2 separate regions of the Triticum aestivum genome follow, and region 2 is linked to region 1. The links are chromatin contacts, called in public Hi-C maps. All regions are on one chromosome and are shown on one strand. The core of a region is the stretch at or near the end of the contact, and the rest is flanking DNA. Distances in the headings are between cores, read along the strand shown. Region 1 holds the start of LOC123181203 (NAD-dependent malic enzyme 59 kDa isoform, mitochondrial). Region 2 holds the start of LOC123167869 (benzyl alcohol O-benzoyltransferase-like).

What was found. Hi-C and Micro-C count contacts between places; a contact is called where the count stands out from the background.
Region 2: a Hi-C map of leaf shows a contact between it and region 1, with 4 times the contacts expected there. The contact joins the promoter of LOC123167869 here to the promoter of LOC123181203 in region 1. A contact is called at or near these places in 2 of 5 Hi-C or Micro-C datasets (both in leaf).

What each region holds. Positions count from the first base shown.
Region 1 is chr1D:238,275,987-238,281,455 of IWGSC CS RefSeq v2.1, forward strand. It overlaps LOC123181203 (NAD-dependent malic enzyme 59 kDa isoform, mitochondrial), which reads right to left and starts at 2,172. Exons shown (of 19, transcript XM_044593457.1): 1 at 1,867-2,172; 2 at 1,676-1,772; 3 at 1,426-1,544; 4 at 1,140-1,307; 5 at 759-887; 6 at 609-669; 7 at 303-406; 8 at 146-229; 9 at 1-46. The coding sequence starts at 2,019.
Region 2 is chr1D:238,584,534-238,590,002 of IWGSC CS RefSeq v2.1, forward strand. LOC123167869 (benzyl alcohol O-benzoyltransferase-like) reads right to left here and starts at 2,043. Exons shown (of 2, transcript XM_044585733.1): 1 at 1,512-2,043; 2 at 338-1,411. The coding sequence starts at 1,958. The coding sequence ends at 467.

The sequences.
Region 1 (5,469 bases), core at 922-3,421:
CTCTAACAGCTCCAAGTAGACCAGCTAGAGCAACTCCTGCTGTCCCCTATTGAAAATGAAGGTCCCAAGAAATGATAAATTAAAACTGAAATAAACAAAAGAGTGCTAATAACTTGAAGAAAACAAAGTTGGGGAATCAAAGTACCTGCACGTCATCATTGAACATGCAAAATCGGCTCCGATACCTCTGAAGAGTTTCAAATGCCCATTTCATTTGGAAGTCTTCAAACTGAAATTTCACCACTTCAGCAATGGAGCATCATTGACTTAGCAACCAAAGTATGACTGCGGCACACACATACCTGCACAATTGCTTTCGGCCAGCGTGCATGAACAGCTTCCATGAACTCATCTACAACAGCTAAGTATTCCTCTCCTTCCAACCTAGGTTGCCTCAATCCTAAATCTAAGAAAATATTCACTTAATAAGCAACGTTATGATGCAGGCATTTACTCCAAACAGTAAGCGTTTCTACTTTTTTTTTCCTTCTAAAGAAGAATGAGTAGAACTTCGCGTTAATCTGAGTATGCTCAACTGTGCTTGTCACAAAACTGGATAAAAAAAAATTATAATGTTTGAGAAGTTGTGTTTAATGTATCTTACGCACATAGCTTGTCTTCAAGGAGTTCTTCATTATTTGTTCCCACGTCAAGCATTATCGGGAGAACCTGCAAGGAGAATGGACAAATATAAACAGGGGGGATGCCATAAATAACCTCTAGTTAATTGATGCTAATTGTATGTTCCAATAAAGTACCTTCTGTGGGTTGATACCAGCAGCTGCAACATAAACATCAAGTTTACCAATAGGTATACCTATGCCTTGAACTCCAAGATCACCTAAACCTAGAATGCGACTCCCGTCAGTCACAACTATCATGTCAACCTGAAATAAGCAACAAAGCAAGTTCAGTACAGGTGCATAGCTCTGGAAAACCACTAATATTATTATTGTGGGGGCAATTCACATGGATATAGCTACAAAACTGGCTTTTAAAAAAAGACAAACAACTAGAGAACAAACTAGAGTTCCATTGATATTGATATACTGCATTCATAAAATCGCTACCTAAGCTCCTGTGTCCAACTACACCAGTAACAAAAAAATGCATCAAGTTTTCGAAATAATCAAGTGTACCTTCTCTGCTGGCCAGTTGTAAATCATCGACATCATCTCCCCTTTATCCTTTGCGCTGAAGTACATCCCGCGGGGACGCCTGAACAGCCCGCTGTAGTTTTCGCAGACCAAGCCGACAGTAGGGGTGTATATTATTGGTGCGAAATCCTTGATATTGTCAATTAGCACCTGCAGCAGAAACAAACCATACCACCACAAATACACGTCAAACACCCAGTTCACTCACTCCCTTGCGGTAAAAATACACGCATGCCAATCCATCAAAACTGTAACAGTGGGAGCTCACCCTGTAGTACAATGTCTCGTTCCGGTCGTGCAGCCTGTTAAGGATCCTCCACTTGGCCAGCGAGACCACGGAATCGGGCTCCCCCTGCGTGTTGTGCTCCAGCGAATGGTACGAGTTTACTGCAACTCAGAGCGCTCACGATATTAGCGACCAGAGACGGCGTGATCTCAGGAGTGAGAGATGCGGCCCGTGGGGCTAACGTGAACAATGACGCGGCAATGCGAGTGGGGGTGGGGGCGAGACGACTCACTGAAGCGCTCGTACTGCTGCTCGAACGACATGACCCGCGGCGGGAGCAGGCCCCGGAGGCCGAGGCGGTCTCGCTCCGTGAGGGGGAACGCCGTGTCCTGCGCGGAACGAAAATCGAACTGAAACCGCGTCCCGTCGGAAACCGGCGCGCGCGGATCGCGAGATCGAGGAAGGAGCGGCGGGGGCGGGTACCTTGTTGTACCAGGGGTCGTGAAGGATGTCGGTGCCGCGCTTGTGCACGATGCAGGGGCCGCGCACGGCGGAGCCGGCGCCCGCCGAGGGGGCGGACGTGGACAGGAGCCGGCGGATCTGCGCCGACCGCCGGGCCGCCGCATGGCGCCACATCACGCTGGGTCAGCCGCGGCGCCGCTCGGTCCGATGGTCGGCACGGTGGAGAGGAGAACGCCGCGTTGGTGGTGCGTGAGACCGAGCTTCTCGGAGACGAAGAGAGAGATTTGAAGGGGGGTGGAAGTGGAATGCGTCGCCGCGTGGTGCGGGCACTCGCGGTGAGGACAGGACAGGACAGGAGGCCCCGGGTGCGGCGGGAGTGTGATGTGATGCCACGCCAGCTGGTCGTGTTGGCTTTGGCACTACGGGGCGGTGAGGGTCGGGCGCGGAGCAGCGGACGCGAGGCGGGACGCGGCTCTACTAGTGAAGGCGCTGTCGGGGACTTTGCGGGTTGGGGCCCGACCGGCAACCACAAGAGGAATTTGCCGAGCACACGCGGTGCGGATCTCCTTTGCGCCAGATGTCAACTTTATTTTTTCTGTCGCGTCAAAGAAAAAACTTTATTATTCTTCTACGGGAATGCTTTTTCTTTTTGCGGTTTTTTTTTTCTGTTTGAACTGTTCTGCGGGAATGCTTGATGTCAACTGGAGTGGTGCGAATGTGCATCTCGCGTGCCGCAGCTTTGCGAGTTGCGACGGATTTAGGCCAGCGAAACCGACGCTTTGTGCGTGCATGCTATTCTGCTTTGAATGTACGCGCAGGCGCAAATGTGCGACATGTTACGCTAGTACTATTTGTGTGTATTTGGGTAAGAAAGAACCAAAGATGTTTTATCTCTTCAAAATAACTCTTACGCTGTAACTACAAAAATCATTGCTAGGTGGACCTGAAGGATTCTGTTTGCGCAAGCCACGCTGACATGTTGGGCGAGAAAAATGGATGGTCGGAGGGGGTGCGCCGTGCCGGGCTGACACGAATCAGATGCATTTGCGAGAAACTGTTCGGAACCGTTCGTGCGCCGAATCGGAAAGGACCGCCGCCATGAACCAAGGGCTGTTTGGTTTGTGACTAACTTTGCCAAAGATTGCCACATCTAAGGTTAGGCAAGTTTGACCAAGTTAGATAAGTGTTTGGTTCAAGTCACACCTTAGGCAAGCCACACTTGGGCCCCACATGGCATACACACAAAAAATGTGGCAAGATTCCCTTAGGCTTGCCAACTTGTGGCTCTCATTTTGATGAACTAACTTTAGGCAAGCTTGGCACAAATGTGTGGCAAAGTGTGGGAATGCTAGGCCTAGAACCAAACGGCCCCCAAATATGCGCCGCGCCTTCAGCCGTTCTTTTCTGCCGTCAGACTGTCAGTGTTCGCTCCCATGCCATCTGCAGATCGTAGAACCGGATTTCAGACTTATAAAATGCATTTCAGATGAACTAGGAGTTTTTTTTTGAAAGAAATTTCAAATCTATTCATCAATCATGGTGGTACAGAGAACACAAGAGGTAATACAAATTATAAATAGGTCTATGGACCACCTAGCGACGACTACAAGCACTGGAGCGAGCCGAAGGCGCGTCGCCGTCATCGCCCCTCCATCACCGGAGTCGGGCAAACCTTGTTGTAGTAAACAGTCGGGAAGTCGCCATGCTAAGGCTCCAAAGGACCAACACACCAGAGCAGCAACCATCACCGATGAAGAGAGTTGTAGATTGGAAAGATCAAACCTGGAACCACACGAACGAAGACAGACAAAAACTGGATCCAAAGAGATCCACCGAAGACCAGCACCGATCGAATCCCATGAGATCCGACGGAGACACACCTCCACACATCCTCCGACAACGCTATTCGCACCATCGGGGCGGAGATAGGACGTGGGAGACATTATTGCTACGGAGGGACATCGCCGCCGCCACACAGCCCTAACCAAGACGTTCAACCTAGATAAAACGAGAACGGGGTCCCTCCCGCCGACGGGGGGCCGAGATCCTCCGCACCTCCATAGGCCAAAGGCCATCGGAGGCGGGGAGGATCCGCGGCGGCGCTGACGGGAGGAGGAAGGAGACGTTTCTTGTGGAGGAGGAAAGGGTCCTGAATACTTGTGTCCCCTCCAGTTTAATCTATCATATGAACCACAGATGAACTAGGATTGATAGTGAAAGAATAAGGCCAACTCCAACGCAAGATCCGGATTATGTCCATTTGGGTCGACCGAGCGGACGATCCTGTCCGGAGTTGGGAATTGGGGGGGGGGGGGGAGGGGGTGCGTACGTCCAACGGGCCGACACATTTGAAACCATGTCCGGTTTTTTAACTTAAATTTAAACATAGGAAAACATAAAAAAATAAACCTAGACTTATAATTACATAACGCCCAAATTCAGTCCAAAAGTACTCCCGGCAGTCCATTGAACATTTAGTAAAACTAAAAAGAAAATAACAAAAAAAACTTAGATCGGTTGTAGCCGCCACCGCCGTCATCTTCAGGTCGTCCACCGTCGCCCTACTCCTCGTCGTCGTCCTTGGTAAGGTCGATGAACGGCGGGGGCTGCCACGGGTGGGCGATGGCGCCTGGGGTGGGCCACACACCGTCGGTGGCGCCGGGGGTGGTGCAAGCAGGGCGTGCGGCTGGTCACACGGTGGTGACAAAGGCTGGCACTCACCTAAGAGCCGGTGCAAAAACCAGCTCCGGTGTGCAGGGCAGCGTGAACGTCCAGCTCCAGGACTGCCCCACCAATGTCGGATCCAAGGTCACAACTGTTAGGACCGAGAGTATATCGACCAGGAGGTGAATGGGCGATTCAAAATTTCTTATGAAACTTTGAACGAAATCAATTCACCGCAGCAGATACAAATGAATGGATCCTTGTACGAAAGAAAGCAATGACAGAGCTTAGATAAAAGAGATACACCGAAATAAAACTAAGCAAATCTTTCGAAGAAAGATGCTATAATCATAAGAGCATAGTATCTTAAAGTTTTCACGATCACAATGACAATACAGTAGGCAAGCAAATGTAACAGCCTGGTATTGTTAACAATGGGAATGCAAGTGATAGAAAATAACAAGTAGCGAGAGTGAAATGATGTACAGACAAAGATGGACTCAATAAGTGGAATGATAAACACAAAAAGATAAGTCAGGCAGATAGTACTATGCAGCGCAAAGAAAAATAGGCAGATAATATGGCTACTATATTGAGCACACAATCATCAAGATAATCTATCACGAAGCACACCGAAATAGCTACTGAAGGAAATGTAGTAGGAAAGGAAGAACCAGAGGTGCTCGATGGCGACATATGGATTTGGTAGACCAGTTCGCCCTTCTGCCAAAGGACTACGTCTGGTTGGATGGACTTGTGATTGAACACATGAGCAAACCTCTCTCCGTTGTATTCTCCTTCAACTCAGAGCTCATCAGACTCCAGTTGATTTCACTCGTGGTAGATACTTGTCGGCGAACTCCAAACTTTTGACAGACTTCTTCACGAACCACAACTACTCTTGATTGGTGAAGATAATTACTCTTCGTCACTCAAGCCGACAACTATCCGTCTAGAGAG
Region 2 (5,469 bases), core at 793-3,292, 310 kb after region 1:
TGCCCGATGCGCGGTGCTGGACTCGCGCAGGAGGGGGTTGCTGGCGTCGATGGCAGAGTGGCCTGACAAGGTAGAAGCCTCAATATCTGCTCTGAAGACGGACCAGTGAAAGATGGCGGCGACGACACATGTGAGTGCGTCAGATCAGTTCATGCCCCAGACCCGGTATGTGGCTCGGCTGGGGCTTCTGGCTTTTGATGATAGGCATAGGTGAGTGGACTGGGTATTTGGCCCAGCTAGCGCCCCTTCATGGTATGAATAGGAGTAGTGGCATATGATGCCAAGATGGCGGTTTCAGGCATATTGTTGTAATACTTTGTAAGGTCCTCGAGAATAATTAATAAAGTGGCCGCATGCATCTCCCAGATGTAGAGGCCGGGTTATCCTTTTTTTTAAAAAAATAACCGGGTACTAATTACGGACAGCGAAACGGACGATGGGACAGCGCACGCGCGCGCTCGCTGATTCAGAGCGCAGATTTGATCATGGCGGGAAACATGTCGGGGACGTCGACGGCCGGGCGCAGCAGCTTGCCCATCTCCTCCACGAACTTGTCCATGGCGGGGCCAGGCAGGCACATGGGGATCACGATGCCGTCCTCGCCCTTGCCGTTCTTGAACGGGATCAGGAAGCTGGCCACCCCGGGGATGGCGCCCACGCCGCCCTTCGCCGGCCCGCCGTACACCGGCCTGCCCCACCCGAAGTCCAGGTCGCCGAAACCGGCCTTGGTCACGTCCGACGCCAGGTACGCGCGCACCACCGTGAAGTGCGGCCGCCCGCGCTGCACCATCAGGTCCGCCACCGACCGCAGGTACTCCACGTCCACCTCCGACTTGGCCTCCTTCACCAGCTTCACGGCGTAGGTCAGGGGGTTCGCGCACAGGTCGCCGGAGGCCGACACGGCCACCGGGAAGGCGAACGCGTTCCCGTAGTAGCCGGCCGGGATGGCGCTCGCGCCGCCCTGCTTGCCGCCGCGGGCGTTGACGATGCAGATCATCCGCATCACCTCGTCGGCGTCCGGGGCCAGCGCCACGGTGCGGCACTTCCACAGGCTTCCCGTGAGGACCTCGAACGTGGTGGCGCGCTTCCGGAGGCCCGGCGCCAGGTGGGACCGGATGGCGGCGACCTCCCGGGCCCCGAAGAAGAAGGAGCGGTGCGCCATCTCGTCGAGCGGCACGATGGTGCCCTTGGTGTCCGGCACCTCGTCGTACTCCCGGTGCGCGAAGCCAGGGCGCGGCGGGTTCCGCGCCTCCAGCAGCTCCCGCTCCCACACCGGCCGCAGCGACGGCGCCGCCGCGCCTCGCGCCAGCTCCGCCACGGCGGCCAGGAACTGCACCAGCCCCTGCGCGTCCGCCATCGTGTGCATCAGCCGCACCGCCAGGATGAAGCCTCCACACGCCAGGCGTGTCACCTGAACGAACGAACAACGGTCAGCCATGCATCGATCACGCTCGCACGTGCACACAAACATGCGTTAGTGTTTCGGTTTCACGAAAGAAAGGCAAAGTTACCTGAAAGAGGAGGAGCGGGGTTCCGAGGACTTCGGACGAGCCAGGGACGTCGAAGATGAGCTCCTCGAGTCCCGGGAAGGGCGGCTGCAGAGCGTCGCCGAAGTGCTCCAGACGCACGTCGGCATCGGCCTCAATGAAAAGCACGCCCTCGCCAGTGCAGTCGACGGCGAGCTTGCGCCCTTCGAGCTCCCTCAGCCGGCCGGCGAACGGGTAGTAGTGCACGAGCGCCCTGGCCACGGCGTCCCGTACCACCGCCGCGGGGTCCCTGCCGCCCATGGACGCGTCGCGCCGGTAGAACTGGATGATGGGGATGTGGAACCGCAGGCCGTCCTGGTCGTCGATGTCCGAGAGACGCTTCAGCTCCCGGGGCGTCGGCCCCGCCGGCGTCACCAGCTCGGCCGCCTTCCTCCTCACCGTGAACCTCAACGACGCCGCTGGGCCCGCCATTACCACTGTCTCAGGATGATTCTCAGCTAACTCTCGAGAAGGAGGGTGAGAAGGTGATCAATGGTGCTTGCGGTGAGCTGGTGTGTTTGCTGCTGCTAGGTTTGTGGAGAAAGAGTGGTATTAGCACGCATATATATGCACGCGCGGCTACACAGTGAGAGTGACGGCGACCGTGAGATATAGTATGTGTAAGCAACTGGGTCGAAATTAGGGAGCAGTTTACTGACGCTCTCTTCTTTTTTCCTTTGGCAGACTATGATTTGTCGTCAATAATAATTCTGTGTGGACGAGCAATGGGGGAGATGGAGGACTGACTTGACCAAGGCCAACGCGGTGGGTCGGGTCGGGTGGTGTGAGGGTGTGAGCTCTGGTGAGTCGTGAATTCGTGATCCATGTGTGTGCTAGCGGGACTCCAGGCTTCATGATTGGAAAAGGGGTCAGCCTCCGGCAGGTCCGTTTGTTTGGGAAATGGATGGCTCAGATCGTGAGATACAGATGGGAGAAACTGCATGGACACTTCTTTGAGAATTTTTTCACGGTAATACATATCTCATTCATATCATAACTTTTGAGTCTTATGGCTGGCTGTAAAAATAAGCAAGTTGGCCCCCAAAGAACTGGCCCATAGTAGTACAAGCCAAAAAAAAAATTACAATCGAGACTAAAAAATCTCCTAAGCTTGATACCAACGCTTGTCGTCTGCCTTCGGCACTACCGCAACAACAATCAAAGGAAAATTTGACGGATCACCTCATCACCCGAGCTCGGCGCGGCTCCATCGCAGATATCCAGCTTTGCGGACCTTCAAGGTGGCTCAACAAATGCGAAACCATTGCCGTTGAACGAATCAGACCCGGGGCAACACCCCGGACACGCCATTTATCCCGATCTGGCACCCCCGCACGACTAAGACGTCGGAGGAGGAAACCATACCTGCCAGCCACAAACCACGATCCCAGCACACGATTCATCTTCTAGATGCCGTTGATGCAGACCACTGTCTGCATCCGCTCCTTGACTACCTCCCAAGCTCCGCGTCGCTGCTGGAGCAGAACTCGTCGCAATGGTTGAGGCCGAGGACACATGTCCACCACAAAGGATGCCGCTACCACGACATCCCCGCTTGAACAGGCTAGTTCCCAAATCCATCACTGACCATAGAGCTGATCGCCTCGTCAGGGGAAGAATTGGAGCTTCTTTATTCAGCGTCCTCGCCGTTGCTAAAGTCAAGATGTCAACGACCGAAAACCTAAGCTAATAGGGCCTTCAAACGTAAAGATACACGATCTGCACGCACGGGATCCGACGACTCCCTCACCATCGATGACCGAGAGTACATCAGTGAAGGGAGCCGCTGGAGAATGACACAGGAAGGTTAGTCTCTCCTGGCAGCGGCTAGGGTTCCAATCCACACGTGACGAGAGAAAAAACCTTCAGCTTCGGTATTGTGTAGCGTAGTACAGCTTGCGTATTTTCATATTCTTTTTGTGCAAAGTAGTACGTATGCTAAATTTCATGTGGTTTCATCGAAGTTATGTTTCTAGATTTCCTTTTATGTCGAAGGGCCATTGGCCGATCTTTATTTAGAAGGAGAAGAAAGGATCATACAAAAGAGTTTCACAGTTCTCCTAACTGTTAGTACATGACGCATCCCCGAACATGCGGGGCAACACCAAGCACCTCTAGCTCCCCAGATTGGACACACACCCTGCCGACCTCCATACTCCTATGTCCTCTCTAATAAGGTCTAGGACTCGATCAATATCACACGCAGTTTGCTGAAAAATTCTAGCATTCCGCTCCTTCCAGACCCTCCAGTGAATAAGGATGACAATGGTGTCGAAGTTCCGGCGCGCATGCTTCGGAATAGCCTTGCGTGCCTCCAGCCACCAGACCTCGGTGCTTCCAGAACTGCTGTTTGGCGTTGGGATGCTGACGCCCGACCATTGCTGGAATGCCGTCCAGAGCTATTGCGTGAAACGGCAGAGCAGAAACAAATGCGTGCAGTCCTCGGGAAACATTAAGCAGAGCGGACAGTGGTCATTTGACGGCCACCCGCGTCGCTGGAGATTATCCGCCGTCAGACACTTCCTCTGTATAACCAGCCACATGAAAAACTAGCAGCGCGCAGGGGCTTTTGACTTCCATATAGGCTTGTTACAGGCAAAACTGACTCCGGCCGTTAAGAACATCCTGTATGCGCTGTTCACCGTGAACTGATGATGCTCCGTCAACTTCCACACTAGGTGATCCTCCGTTACAGCAGATAAGGTAGTAGCATGAGCAATATCCCAGACCAATATGTATTGCGCCAAGGCCTGAGTTGTCAGGCCACCTCTGGTGTCCTTGATCCACCTTCGATTGTGCAAAGCATCTTTAACTGACAACTTGGAGTCTTTCACGAAGGAAAACAGAGCGGGGGCCAAGACCGCGATGCTCCGGCCCCCTGAAGCCTAGTTGTCTGTCCAGAATCTTGCAGTCGCGCCATTCCCCAGCGCAACCCGGCATGCCGCATCGAACATAGCAGCTGCATCCTTGTCCTGCTGATCCGGAAGCATTTGCCATGGTCGATTCCCTTGTCTCCAGCCCAGCCAAAGCCAACGACATGTCAGTGCAGTCCCAAAATTCTTCAGATTGAGAAGGCCGAGTCCGCCCCATTCTTTTGGTCTGCAAACTCTGGCCCACGGGACCAAACAATGCCCTCCATTGATGTCCTCCTCTCCTTTCCACACAAAACCTCTCTATCTTCTGTCAATCATCTTGAGCGCCCAAACCGGTAGAGGGAAGACTGACAGAAAGTGCATCGGTAGGGCCATTAACACCGAACTCGTCAAAGCTAGTCTTCCAGCCGGGGCCAGCAGTTTAGGTTTCCAACCTTTCAACTTATTGGAGAATCTGTCAATCATCGGGAGAATGTCTTGTCTCTTTAACCTGTATATTGATAGTGGCAGCCCCAGGTATTTTAGGGGAAAACTAGTATGCTGACAGCCAAAGAAGGCGGCGATCTCCACGGCTCGGTTCTCCTCGCATCTGATGCAAGTGATGGAGCTCTTAGCAAAATTAATCTTCAGACCCGAGGCCTCCCCAAAAAGTTGCAGCATGGCCTCGATCACCTGCAGGTCTGAAGTCGCTGGAGTGAAGCACGAAGTATTTGTAAGTTGCATGAATTCTGAACTTGTGTGAGTTCATTTTAGAGAGAATGCAAGTGCAGCTTGAGGCGCGAAGATAGGGACTTGATGAGCAACAATGAGGAGCGTGACCTTGGTGAAACGGAGTTATTAAGACCTCACTGGAGATGTGAACGGCGTTGCGAGCAGTAGCGAGCTGCGACGGTCCGGACCGCTGCCACGTTTGCTTTTGACTGCCCTGATCCATCATTAACCCCCTCCCTCGCCCGCACGCACTTCTCCGATGTGGTCAGCACCGCTCTAGAGCGTTAGTGCCGCACTCATGCCCGGCAAGAGCGGACACGACCTCTCACTGCCACCGGCATTGAAGCGGGCGCCGGCCG